Linked DNA regions of Gasterosteus aculeatus: region 1 is linked to region 2. The links are chromatin contacts, called in public Hi-C maps. All regions are on one chromosome and are shown on one strand. Each heading gives the region's core, a stretch centred on a gene start, on an enhancer-like site or on the middle of the called end of the contact. The rest is flanking DNA. Distances are from core to core; before and after follow the strand shown. Region 1 holds the start of epha7 (eph receptor A7). Region 2 overlaps epha7 (eph receptor A7).

Region 1 (7,027 bases), core at 3,781-6,280, 52 kb after region 2:
GAGGCACTATTTAGGCACCGCTATCAGAAAACACCCAAACGATAGAACCCCCCCCCCCCCCCCCCCCTATTGGAATTACGGGCTTTGCATTAACTTTATCAAGCTCCCTTTTTTAAAATCTCAAAATGATTTATCTGTTAAACAAGTTTACACGGTTGCATTGTTACCCCTCTGTGTTTTGGAGCACACTTCGTCTGCTAGAAGCATACTGAGCCCTTTATACTAAAGGTGCAGCCTCACCCTGAGGCACCACTATACAAAGATGTGCTAACACAAGTTGGTCCAAGAGTCCAAATGTCAGGATTTCATTTTTTTTAACAGTCACGGATACTTGGACTGTTTCGTCCAACGGCAATGGCTCTGAATGGCTTTTTGGATTGTGCTCGGGGAAACTACTGAACGGACGATTTAACCTCAGTGGAGCCGCTGGAAGAAGTGCTGATGCTGCACCGTGATTCTCATTTTATATAGATTAGCTACCCCTTAATGCAAAAATGCCTCTCCTGCCTCGGTGGAGATGAAGCTCATAAAAAGGTGCATTGTCAAGACTGGAATGTGATCCTCGCGCAGACTTTAAACAACCTGAGGGCCGGTCTGTCGCACTGCCGTCTATCTCTTGGTATTTGTTTTAGATGACACGCAAGCAGATTGATTAACAGGGAAACAGTCCACAGTTCGCAGGGCTCTCCGCATCAATACACGATGAGGAGCGGTGGCTAGGATGCCTTTGCAGTCGGAGCTGTTGTTTGTTCTCCCGGTGCATGCAAAACCGTGTGCTTTCTGCCCATTGAGGTGCGCAACTGTATTTTCCATCCATACATATTAAAATTACACCAAAATATAGAATTAGCTCCTTGCGGTTGAACCAGGGAGAGTCTGGCTAACATCGCAGACGATGCGAGGCGGGCCGCGTTGCTCTATATTACATGACCTAATACATTTCATTAACGCACATCCCTCGGTAGGGTCCCTAATGGATGACAGTGTGGCATAAAAGCTCGTCTGCTAGGGACACTAATTTGTTCTTAGACACATTCCATTCAATTATTGCTGGCTGCTGCTCCTCATAAGCTGCTTAGATCGAGGTTGCCCAGCAGAAGAACAAATAAAAGCTTGGCTGACAGGGCAGGCCACTTAAGTTGTGTGACCCCAACTCAACCCCCTTCTTAATCCACATTGATTTTTATCTTTCAAGTCAGGTGCCCGCTGGAAACAACCCTTTGAGTGACAGTGAGCACGTTATTGTTAATTGTAGCGGCACGATAAGGCACCGCAACAAGGCAGGAGTGAGCTGCGGCAAAGGCTGTGTTTGCCCTCCCCGTTATGCTTCTTCATAAATATCCCCGAGGCCTTAAATGCCAAAGAGTGGACGGCTATTTGTTTTGCCTCTTTGTCCTAAGTCGTTTCGTTCCGGGGGTGGAACAATACGGAATAACATTGGCCGTATTTCTTCTAGACCTGTTTGATTGTCCTTGTTCCTTATCAGCGAGGAAGACATCAGAGACGTCGGGCTAAACTTGAGTTGTTGCTTAATCCCAGTGTCAACACTATCACGGCAATAACGAGCCTCGCCATCAATTAGCACCTCTGTTATTACACTGTTAGGCCTCAGTATTTTTTTCTCAATATCTTTACTGCTGTCAAATCAGCTGCTAAAATCTCATTTGCCAACAAAACTATGGAGCCAAATTGCCATTCACATGCTTTGCCTAATTATATCTCAAATATTCTTCAATCCAAGGCCGCCACTGACACATTTCTAAAAGCTAAGTTGACACAAAACAACTAAGATAAAGAAATAAAATTATTACTGAATAAAATTTTTAAAAAAGAGGTACTCACGTTCACACGCGTCTCCTTTCTGGTGAAATCCAGCCTTGCATATACATTTCCCAATGGGCACGAGCCACTCCCCTTCGGCGCTGCAGTGCATCTTGGGAGAGTTGTCGGCCTCCTCCTCAGCGTCGTTCACGCACACCCCTTCCACCTCCACCAGCGAGGAGAACTCCGACCCCGTCACAGTGTCGGGGAATGTGGCCAAGTTCTCGATGATGGACCAGCACTTCTTGTAATATACCTTGACCGAGACCAGGGCGATGCACGCCCCCACGTCCTGGAAGGCCAGGTAGAAGCCCCGCCTGGTCAGGGGGCCGATGATGCGCACCTCCGTGTTCAGCTTCATTTTTCGCTCGCCCAGGTCGCCCTGGGTGAAGCTCTCGTCCGCGGCGATCGTGTCGATCTTCACATACTGGTTCTCCCGCAGGCTCCGGCCCACCTCCGAATCCGTTTCCTGGTAATACAGATTGAACGTCTCCTTGCAAGTGCCCACCACACCAGGCAGGCTGTTACAATCCCTCAAAGTGAACTTCAGTTCCACAAAAATTCTCTGGGCATTGCCCTTCTCTATCCAGTTAGTCCGAAGCCAGTTGTTCTGATTGGGCTCCATGACTTGGCACACCTGGTATGTGCGAATGGGCGTGTAGTTCTCATCCAAACCGCTGATCTCTTCCCACTGGAAAACAAGCAGACGGTGTTGAATTAACGCATCCACTTGAGGAGATTGCCAGAGAGATGTGAAAGACCCTAATGACTGGCAATCGAAATGAAGGTATCTACTTAGATATGACTGTGGCGATGGTATAAGCAATATAGTAATTTCAGACTTTTTCTTTTCTACTGTGCAGTAAACGGCCGTGAATAAAGGGGCATTAGCCCGTTATCGCGATAAAATCCCTGACGAAAGCCCGAGCTGATGTGTATCTGCTCCTGTTCACATTACTTTATAAGTTTCATACATCAGACAAGCACATCGGACATGGGTTGCCCAAGGCCCTTTGTCCTCCGAATGTCAAAAGGCCGGGGGAACATTCTTTAAATTTGGAAGTATCTACCATTGGTCCTTATGTCTCTTCCAAAACGCACTCCTAAATATTATTATTCCTGTCACAGATGTGAGACATCGGAGAGGGAGCTGGAAGAAGAAAAAGGCAAAGATACGGAGCGCACCAGTGTGTTGCAGACATTCCGCGGACTTACCCCATTGGGAGGATAGGAGATCCACTCCAGGTCTGTCTGCTGTGCCTTGGAGTCCAGCAGAATCACTAGTGACAGAGAAGCAAGAGGCAGGTGGTTAAATCTCCCCGAACACCAGGACTGCGTATTACTGACAGGCCACACATCGATACCTATACCCCGTGACCTAATTCCTAACAGCAGCAGCTAAAGCTAGAATATATATATATATATATATATATATATATATATATATATATATATATATATATATATATATATATATGTATATGTATACGCACACACACACACACACACACACACTTGGATATATATGCAATGCAGCACACAGGTCCTCGTGCCTGCGGGGGGAACTTTTTGAGAGACAAATGAAGACACTGACAGTGCGCTAGGAGAGGATATAAGGAGCCTTAAAAATCCCCACACGCGCATTGGAACGTGCCGGAAATCATTGCGCGTAATATTTAAGCCTATTTCTTTTTTTCTAAGCATTCATTTATTACAACCCATTCCTGGGAATGGAAGTTGTGGCGTTAAGGTCAAAGCTGATGCCGCAGCTGCTTTATTTCATCCCGACGCGTACACGGCACGCGCGCTTCAACTACGGAACATGTCCAGCTGAAAAGAATTCTCCGATGCGCCTGTGTCCTGTTCCGGAAGCGTTTGGCAGAGTTGCGGCAACCACGGCGGGTTCTTTTATTCTCACCAAAACATTAAGTTGTTTAATGTTTAATATCAGCAGCTAGTTAAAATTGTGCGAGGGGGGGAAGCGGCCAGGACGCATGGGCGAACATACAATAATATGTGCATATACATTATGCGTTTACAGGACGCTGAGATGGAGGTATGCTTAAATCTCGCATTCTAAGCTTTGTGCGCCGGGGAGCTAATTGATATCCGCCACAACATCCTCAGCGCGCACGGTAAGCACGCCGTAGGTCTCTAGGAGAGAAAATCCATACCTGTCCTTGTGATTTTCTGTCTTTACGCACGCAATAATTAAGATTAATTTCATCACAATCCCAGCGATGATGTTATACATCTATTTTCTTATGTTCATTTTTTTTATAGCTTTGGCTGATCAGTTTGGATTGTCTGGTTGCAGATTACGGATCCGCATCCCACCTTCCCTCCCCCCGGCAAGACACAGACAGTTAAGAGCCGAGGCCACTTTGAGGAGGAAATAACCGTCCAGAAAACTGCGTCCAGTTTGGGAAAGCCCACTCACTCCCCGGGAGGACGAGCTTGGCTCGGGCGCTGATTTTAGCCTGCACACTTTTGTCGTAATGGATCCTTAATCTATAACGAGTTGTAGCGATAACGCTGAAGTAAAATATAATAAACACAATGTTTTTTTGAAACAGCAGGTCCCGCGTCTATTATCGTGTTTGTTGCCGTGCGTAACAGCCCCGAGAGGTCGCTCGGCGAACCGACCCGGGAACGTGGCGCTGTCATCCCCCGCACATCCCGGCCTCGTCCGACGGCGCCGGGTTTAAAACAAAAAAAATGAAAAGCGACATCCAGATATTCGTTAAAGCGTCGGCGTTGGTATTCAAAGGGGATATATGTATAAAAACAAAGGGAGCCCCCCTTGGTGAATTGTGGAAACCTCCGTGTCTTCACGGAGGTCTTTCCACCGACGCGACGGGGATGAGAAGAGAGTCCAAACTTTGGGAACTTACCTTCCTTCGCGTTCTGTGCTTCTCCGCTGTCTACATGACAGCACAAATAAAGACAAAATATAATCCACAGACACGGGGTGGACCAGGAGAGCATGGTGCTGCCGCGGATTTCTTTCTCCTTTTTTTCTCCTCTTTTTATTAATCTAGACCGTAACTCTCTGTGCCACCGCGTCGCGTGCTTCCCATTGACGACACTGAAACCGGCTGTATGTACAACAGCCTGCTGCTGCCCTCTCAAATAGCGCCCGCTGCCGCTGGGAGGAGACTGTGGCCGCGGCGGTGTCCGTCAACGAGACGGGCGGCGCGCTCCTCCAATGGGGGAGCGGAGAGTGAAAGCGGTCGGGGAGACTGGGGAGCCAATGGGCGCAAGGAGGTAGATCTTTTCTTTTCCAAGGGGGCGGGGAGTTGGTTGCGTGCATGGCGGAAGAAATGTCACAACTTCGTTCGGATATATTTTTGGTACGGTTGTTCTTAACACGCATACGCACGCACACCCACACTCCTTTAGAAGCGTATAACCAGAGCATTGTGGGAAGGCTAGAATACCGCCTATGATGCACAATGAGCCCCCACAGTGCACAAAGTTTGTTTAATTGTAGTTAAATGTTCATCTTGTTCATGCTTTTGGTCCTTTTTAAGAAAACAATTTCACACAAAAATGTTACCCATTTAAGGCGTTATGGTTATTTTTTCTATTTTCTTTCTTACTAGTACTGACACAATCAAAGCCCACCTCTTCTTGATTCATATGACATTTAATCACATATTCAAGACTTTTTTTTTCCTAGTAGAAGAACAGTGGCTAGGAAGAGGAGGAGGAGGAGGAGGGGAGCTGACCAACCTGTCACCGAGGCAAACCAGAAGGGCTCATCAGAGACCGTAGACCTCCCCCGAGGCCTTCAAGCCCAGTCTTCCATGATATGCAAATCTGCAACCGTTACTAACTTATATGTAAATATACATTTGCTGAAAATAACGTGAATATCCTCTGCCAGTATCAATCACAAACAAATGCAGTTATTGCTGTAAATGTCCAAATGTCACAAGTTTTCAAAATTTCAAAAGTTACTCAAAGTCTAAGCGTCTTATTGTTGTGTTCTGGAGGAATTATTGCCAATTTTTTATTTATTCAAAATATATTTAATGTTAGCGCCAAATCTGTGTAAAAAAACTGCATCAATAATTTTTTTGAGACATTTCCCATTTTTCCATCCATGTCCCCCTAAAAATATCTATTTTAGGCTCTTCGGTGAATCAGTTAAAGAGTTTTACGACAGAGTAAAAGTTTTTCCATTCTGCTCCTGCATTCTAATTTGCGACAGTGTCTTTAACATTTGAGCCGAATGGCGAGACACTAAATGGTGTTTTTTAATCCGTGGAAGGTCACCTTAAGTGAGCAAGAGTCCCACTGAGACGACAGCACCTGATTCATTATTGCTCTGCTGCTTGAGAGACTTTCACGGAGAAGATGGAGCAACCGCCGGGGGTCCTGAATAACAAACAAAGAAAAAACAACAACAAATAAACACAATTAAAAAGTCTAAAGTCAATTTCCAACTTTCGTGGATGACTTGAAATATCACTTAAAAATGTAAGCACAAAGCACAGCTCATTATCCCTTTACCCATAGAGCATTTGTTGCAGGTCACTAATTAATCTCCATTACCTCCCAACAAGCAAAACAGCTGTAATTATCGCCACAAATATTGATTAATAAACTGTGTACATACAAATGGACAGAAGGAGACAAGGACTCCCTTCAAGGTTTATTTACCTCTGCATTTCTATATTTGTCTGTTTGTTTGGCCTGTTTATTATGCAAATTACCGCTAATCCTTTTTGCCCTTGATACATTGCCGAGTCCTGCATGAAAGTGTTGAACTAATGATTGTCATATTATTCGGCATTGATGTAACCGTTGTCACGGTCAACGGTAACAGTCTGTGACACCATCACTGTACCATTATCAGTCAATTTATTACAAGTTTGGTTCTTATCTTATGCGTTTGTCCATTGTTCCCTTAGTCTCCGAAGTCCTCTGTAATGTTTCTGAGAATATGGGGATTTTAAGGAGCCGAGTAAACATTACAATTACATCATACCAAAGTGAAGACGAATGTATGTTCCCAGAGATTTGTTCAAATAGTGGACAAAGCACAGGGTCCACATTGACCCAGAGTAAAATATGTCTGTCTCTCTGAGCCACGTGGTTTCATCCCTCTCCACCGGTCACTCCCTTTACACTGCACAGGCACACACATACACTTTCACTTGTCACTTTCTGTTTGCGGGTGCACTTTATTTTTAACTTT
Region 2 (7,151 bases), core at 3,961-6,460:
CCTTCATCTCAAACAAAGACACATTCAGGTTGGATTGTTTCCACGTGTGTGTGGGTGTGCGTGTGAGAGAGGTGGGTTTCCAAGTGGATCTACTTGGTAAGAAAGATTTTCTTTGTTTGCTATTGTTGTGGCCTGTTTGAGGAGGAAAGCAACAACATTTGATCAGTTAATCCGAGCCTTGATGGCACACTGATTTAATGTTATATACTTTTTTTGGGGGGGGGCTGTCATTTTGCAAGCTTCCACTCTGCGCTGGTCAAGGACACTCTGACCGGACTGCAAAACGTCTAACCTTGTCCTATGGACACGCTCTGCATGCGGCGCTACTAATCATGCAGGAGTTTGTGGATGTAGGGAAGGGGATGCACGGTGGTCTTCAGAACCAATGAATTAATGAAACTCAAATTCTCCCCCCCCCCACTTCCGAGAAACAAAAACTAGTGAGAGCGTTTCCACAACATGCTGATTCCCCTGTTGTGACATAGCACATGCACCGTGCCTGGGATTTGAATCAATCGTTGTCTCATACCTCATGTGAATCCGCTTCTCTACGGTGGATCATAATGCCAGACATTATGATCCTGAACAGCTCGGAGCAGCAACCCTCACCTACACTCACCGATAACACGCTGCGACACCCGGTGCAGAGCTAATGCAGCTGATTAGATTCAAACAAGGTTTATCCTCATGACGCCACGATGGCTCGTCCTTGCACTCAATGATTTTTCACATGACGTGTCGTCAGCACAAAGTCAAATGCAATTTCTGTTATTTCCCCGGGCTATTCTTAGCGGGGTTGGATACACAATGGGTTGCACTCGAATTTGGAGTCGAGAGTTTGAAAACCATGATAAATATATATATATATACACAAATAACATAATATAGGGTCAGACCGTAGAGGTGAAACACTGTCAAATGAAGCATAATTGAATGCACAAGTGAATCGAAAAAAGTGCGTGGTGGAGCTTTGAATGCTACCTGTGGCCTCCTCCTTGGTGGTTATCTCGAGTCTGGGGCCGTATGTACCGTAGCCTGCCTCTGTGAAGGCCCTGATCTGAAACACGTAGGCTGTGCTGGGCTTCAGGTTGTTCACTGTGGCTGATGTGGACTTGGACCTCACTGTGGAGTAGACCCGGTCTTTCTGATCCTGAAAGAGAAGCAAACCAGTTTTCATGAGAAATAGTATTTTATTTAATCACTTCTTCTTTGCCTTTTCTTTTGATCGCTGGACAGCATTAAGCAAACTGCTCAGATGTTTCAAATTAAAAAGATTTGAGGGGCAAAATCCCACTCCATCACGGCAGACTTTTAAGGTGACACATCGCATCAAATTGATTTGAAAAACAGCTCAAATCAAAGCAAATGGAACTGGAAATACTCAATACAAAATTCAAACGGTGCTGGGAACATTTGCCTGATACTGAATGAACCATATTTATTAAACTAACTTAAGTTTAAAATATATATATTTTTTATATATATAAAAAAAAAAAATTATATATATTATACACACACATATATACACACACAAATACATATATATATATATAAATATATAATATAACATTTATATCTCCATTCACTTTTTGCAAAGGGGCTTTTGTATTAGATTTTACAGAAACAAATTCATTTTTTTTACGTGAGCATATCTTATTTTCACTAGTTATCATCTTCACGGGGGTCCGATTGGTCAATGCTTTAAGCGGGGCTGCCATCTGAGCTCTGCCGCACTCCTAGCCTTTGATTTGACGTCCTTTCCCCCTCGAAGGGTGAGTTTTTCCTGTGCCGATGTGAGGGTTGCGGGACAGAGGATGTTGCATGTGTACAGACGGTAAAGCCCTCGGAGGACAAATTTCTGATTCGCGATTTTGGGCTATACAAAATAAATTTCATTGATTTTTCTCTGGGTTAAACCCGCTCCATTAAACCGTTGCTGTAATGTGTTCGGACTTGAAACGCAGTGACGGTAAAAGCTACGAGGAAGGAGAAAAGAGATAACAGCGACAGATTACTAATTCTGGCAGTGCGGCGGCCGCGGCCTGTGGGTGCTGGTGCGTCGGGGGGGCGGGACGACTGTAAAGGAGTGCGGCCTGATTAAAATCTTCTGAGCATCTTCATCCATTATTGCAATTACGAGACAAAGGACGCACTTGCGGGAGTCTGGTGAATTCCACTCGCAGTGGCATCGCGGATAGAATACAAAATGGAGAGTCTGCAGAAGTGAAGAGATGGTGCCTACTGTGGAACTCACCTTTTCGTAGTATTTGATTTCGTACTCTGTGATGACGCCGTTGGGCTGCCGGGGCTCCTGCCAGGAGAGCTGGATGCTGCGCTGCTGCACCTTCTCCTTGATGACCTCGCTGACCTGCGACGGAGCTGTTTGGACAAGAGCAGATCGATGAGCCGGGAGATGAAAACCAACTCTGCTAACATTCACAGCGACTAGCTTTTTAATGTGTTGCAGCCACTGGTGAAGAGGTGAGAATATGAAATTGTCATTATGTCTTGGATGTATTTCAACATCCAGCGGGAACAAAGCAGACGCCTGCTCTCCTCGACGACGGATCTGTTGAGACATCCTGTCAGAGGGAGAACGGTTACCTTCACCCTCTTCACACCGATTGTCTCCGGCTCTTTGCGTGACTCATTTGAAATGTCTGGTTGAATGTCTGGTTGCCTGGATTAACTGCTGGGGCATTTACATTTGCTCAATAGACCACACGCAGACACCCACACAGAGTTCCATCTTTTAGTTGTCAAGGTGAATGATAGTAACAACCTGAGCTGTAATTTAAAGGAGACGTTAGGCACATTTTCAGGTTCGTGCTTGATTCTGCTTGAATATGTTTACTTGATTTAATGTAAAAAAAAAAAAAACACTTTGTCTAAAATGTTCTGTGTTGGCATTCTCTTTAAATATTTACAGACCACGTTAAAATACAGAGAATTGCACGGCTTTATTATTTATTCATTCAGTGGATACTTGTATGTACATGTTTACACATGTAGAAAGGAGGGGCTGTTGTTGTGTGGGAACCACAGCATCAGTACGCCGCACAAAGCCATTTCATAAGCTTTAGCTAAGCTAAACATATATTTTTCAAGCGCCATCCGAAGGTAAAGTGTAGACCTTTTGTTTTCAGTGAAAAGATTAGTCTAAATTTTCAAGCGCAAACTTCTTCCTGGAAAGTTAATAGAAGCAGTTAAACTTGTCTGAAGACGTTTATTTCCGTGCGTCAGCACAGCGACTAGTTCTGAGCTCCTGGTTCCACCAGCATCACCTTTACTGCCTTGATCATAATAACCATCATTTCCACAGCACTTGTCTTAAAGACCGCAGTGAGAGAAAAATAGGCTTTTTGGCTTACTGAACCTCATCCCAAGGAGATGATTCTTGAAGAAAAAAAAAAAGAGTAATCTGCACTTTTAACAGCCTCAAAATCCATCCTGTAAACACACTGTGAAACCGTCATGAGTCACGCTGCTCTAGGGGGCAAAAACATATTAATTATCGCGTCTTAGCGAGTTTGAAAAGGCGTCCTGGGGAATACGCGAACCCCGAAGTAGAAGCCGCTTGTCAGTTGCTGTTCTTTGATTTCAGTTTTCCCGGGTCTCTCACGAACTGAAGACGTGCTTTTCACATGAAAGAGGAGCTCGTGAATGACGGAATTACACCAAAGGAGGATGTGAATTCGGTTGATTTTGGAGCAATCTGCAATTGATGAAACAGAAGAAGCTCATGTTTCTTCACTGGCATATGTATATTAACAGATCTTCCGCTTGTACAGTCTTAACCATGACGCTGACAACATCCACATCAGACAGGAGCCAACGCTCTTGTACCATGCCCAGTGACCCGGCACTCTAATGCAGCTTGACCCTAGATTGTTCTACGATGACCCTGCCACTAATGACTGCGGCTGGATTAAAACCTCATTAGGCCTCATCGGCATTCCTGACAGCCACGCAAACGACAACGTTCACCCAAGACCTTGTCAAAAAAAACAACAAAAAAAAAAAGAAACTTCTGTTGTGACATGTTCCTTAATAATCCACCCAAAACACGGGAACAAAGCATCCTTTCTCGGCGCAGGGCAGACGGACAAAGGGGCCGATTGAGTTTTCCCTCGCCGAGTCACAACAAGCAGTTAGTGCAGCTTAACCTCATCCAATTTGGCCGCTCTCTCAGTCCCCCATCCACATGGTGTCCTTGATATATGGACCTCTCCTAAAATGTTTTTTTTTTGCGGTTTGTGGGAACTAAAGGATTCTTCTTGTCTGTTAACTGCATTCATTTGACATTTGTCTTCATTCCCTGCAGACATTTTTTTTCATTCTTCTTAACACAGTAAAATGTTGGACTAAAGCAGTCGTTAAATGTTGATGCGTACTGACCCAATGGTCTGTTTAATGCAACATTAACAGGAATCAAATGATTGATTACATCACAATTCAATTTAAAGTTTACACAACAAAGTGTTTTTCTACTACTCTGTACTACTACCACTAGTACTACTGTAAAAATCAATAAAAAAAGACAGCATTGATGCCGATATTAGGGAGTACAAAAACAAAACTACTGATTTAATCCAAAACTGCTCCGGATTCCTGCTGATGACATGGTCCACCGATCAAACTACTAACCGCAGGGCCAGGTGTGGCTTCTAAAATATTCTCCCTTTCACTCCTCAAGCTGCACACTTCCTACGTTGCAACTTTATATGGTCTCAAACTACAACCATGGGACTAGATTTGGCTTCATAAAACCTCTTACACTTCCCATGAAGCAACATTGTCATGTTTTCGGTCAGACCAGGTTCTCAAACTATATTTGTTATGATATCTTCTTTCATTTGACCCTTAACTATATCAAGTATGCGTATAGTCTAATACAAAATGCACAATGTAAGGCTGACACAACAATATCAACATCATTGTGCTTGCAACTGCACAAAAAGGTTCTTGATTAACTAATTGATTAAGACTTAGTATCAATCTTTTTCTGTCTCCATCTTTGGCGTTTTCGTTCCTCAAATCCCTATTTGTATAAATCGCACATGAGCATATGAAACATTTCGTCAGCGGGTTTATTGTCCCGAGCCGGCGTTCAGCACGATGAGCCACCTTCCCGCACACACCTCCTTCTCCCTCAAGAGTGTGACTCAGGCTCAGGTAGCAGATCTGCCCCATTTACTTCCCCTTTGGCCCGCGGCGGGGGAGACAGCGGTGACTCAGCTCAGCCCCGCCCCAACCTTCAGCTCCTTTACCCCTGCCACGGGGCCGACAGTGAGCCGGGGTCCCGCGTGTTTCAACAGAGATCATGGGATCAGGGAGCGGTATTAGCAGACGTGGCGTACCGCGCGGGGCTTAGAGGGGGGGGGTTGGGAGGGGGCGACCATGGTTTGCTCGGAAAGGGAAAAGCGGGGTCATTCTTAAATTCATTTGGAGTTAAATACAAGTGAACACAACAGTAAAAATTCCTCTTGTGGCTTCCCTTCCTCCCCCCATCTTGGTTCAAAGTGACAAACTGGATATCAAGGAGACGGCACCATTCAGCCACTCTCCGACTCTAAGCATACCTGGTGAGCTTAGCGCAGCGGAAAATTGTATAATTGTCTCGCCCGGTTTCTAAGAGACTGTTTTGGGGAACGCCATTTGTGCCTTCATTTTGCAATATTAGTAAACCCTTCAGTGACCCCTAACACCTCCTCCTGTAAAGCTAGCTGATGCAGAAGCCCAGATGCCACAGTCTGAGTGTCTTATGAATACATTATCCTCCTCTTTCACTCAGCCATCGGATTTCTGGCCTCGAAGGCGAGGAGCGAGCGCTGGAGGTAGTTCATTACATAAGCATCTTTCTCCGCCTGCGTGCCTGCCTCACGAACCGTACCAGCGCTACGAGTTCACATTAATTACCGCTGTTGTCAGGACCCCGTCGCAAGTGCAGAACACTGTGTTTGATAGTGTTTTAAAGGTTTTTAATTTAAAAATAAGAGATTACAATGTGTCAGAATATAAAAAGAATCCTTTGGGCCCAACACGGGCACATAAACAAACGTAAGGCACGGCATCGTTTCAATTGAAACAATTGCCATGGAACGTGTTTGACGAAGAAGACTGTTCAGTGCGACACCTAAAGTGCTGGATAGAAACACTTCAACACGTGATATAAGAAATCCTTTTTAATCATTCAAACCCTGTATAGTTCAGGAAGCTGTTAATACACTTAAAGTCGCACTTTGCCGGCCGGCTCTGCATCAAGACTTTCACACATTGACAGCTCTTGATGCCTTTAACATGCTGCATAGGCGACGTTCAGTTTCCTAGTCGCCACTGCAGAGGTGAATATTTGCAGTTCTGGGGAGTGTGCTTGTTAGACTGAAGCCTTTTTCTCCCCCTTTCTCAATACATCATCTCCAGCAGCCCGTGAAACAAAAAGCTTTGGTTTGGCTGGCTTGACTCTAACGGGGTATGACATAATCAAGATTACTTTTACTCTTGTGTTGTGACTCCCATAACTGAGCAGACCAGACTGTTCTTAAACGTTGGCAGCTTTGAGGTGGGAAAAAAAAAAGGCTGTTAAAATATTACGGTATATTTTTTTTCTCCTCCATTTCCCATAATGCCACGAATAGCATTGTTCTGTGTATAGTGTTTGTACGTCTTGCTATAGATTGTAGCCTGATCTGATATAACCCTTGATGACATCATCACAGCTAAATTTTCTCAGACACAATGCAACCTGACAAAGCTCCTCCAGACCGACAGAAGAATGGTAAACTGACGTTTATGCATAAAACTGTTGGGTTTGGCCTTAAAAGTTGATGCCAGGCAGTTTGGCTCATGGATAAATAAAAACCACTTAAGCTGAAAATAAAGACTTTGCTCTGGCTGAGGGAAGAAGAATACTTGCATGGATTGTACGTGGGTTGCTGGATTTGAAAGCACGACCACAACATTCTCTCGCTATCTACTGTCTCAGAGTCCAACTGCTGTCTGCTCCTCTCAATGTAGTGCTCTCGTGGTGGGGGTCGTTTGTCTCTCCCAGGATGCAATTTGCATTCTAAGACAGCCACATCATTTCCAAAAATTTCATGCGACCCCCAGCTGTTTTTTACAGCTGGGATGCCTTCATATGTCAGTGTGTG

What was found. Hi-C and Micro-C count contacts between places; a contact is called where the count stands out from the background.
Region 1: a contact with region 2 is called in a Hi-C map of skeletal muscle, with 1.8 times the contacts expected there. The contact joins the promoter of epha7 here to the enhancer-like site in region 2. A contact is called at or near these places in 3 of 6 Hi-C or Micro-C datasets (skeletal muscle and whole body).

What each region holds. Positions count from the first base shown.
Region 1 is chr18:3,999,489-4,006,515 of fGasAcu3.hap1.1, forward strand. epha7 (eph receptor A7) reads right to left here and starts at 5,031. Exons shown (of 17, transcript XM_078093991.1): 1 at 4,716-5,031; 2 at 3,037-3,101; 3 at 1,843-2,512. The coding sequence starts at 4,809.
Region 2 is chr18:3,947,026-3,954,176 of fGasAcu3.hap1.1, forward strand. It overlaps epha7 (eph receptor A7), which reads right to left. Exons shown (of 17, transcript XM_078093991.1): 6 at 2,255-2,379; 7 at 982-1,150. Among protein-coding and RNA genes, the nearest start is that of epha7, 54 kb to the right of the region's middle. Within about 2 kb of position 5,211, at least 3 of the 9 cell types and tissues checked have open chromatin away from gene starts, as enhancers often do.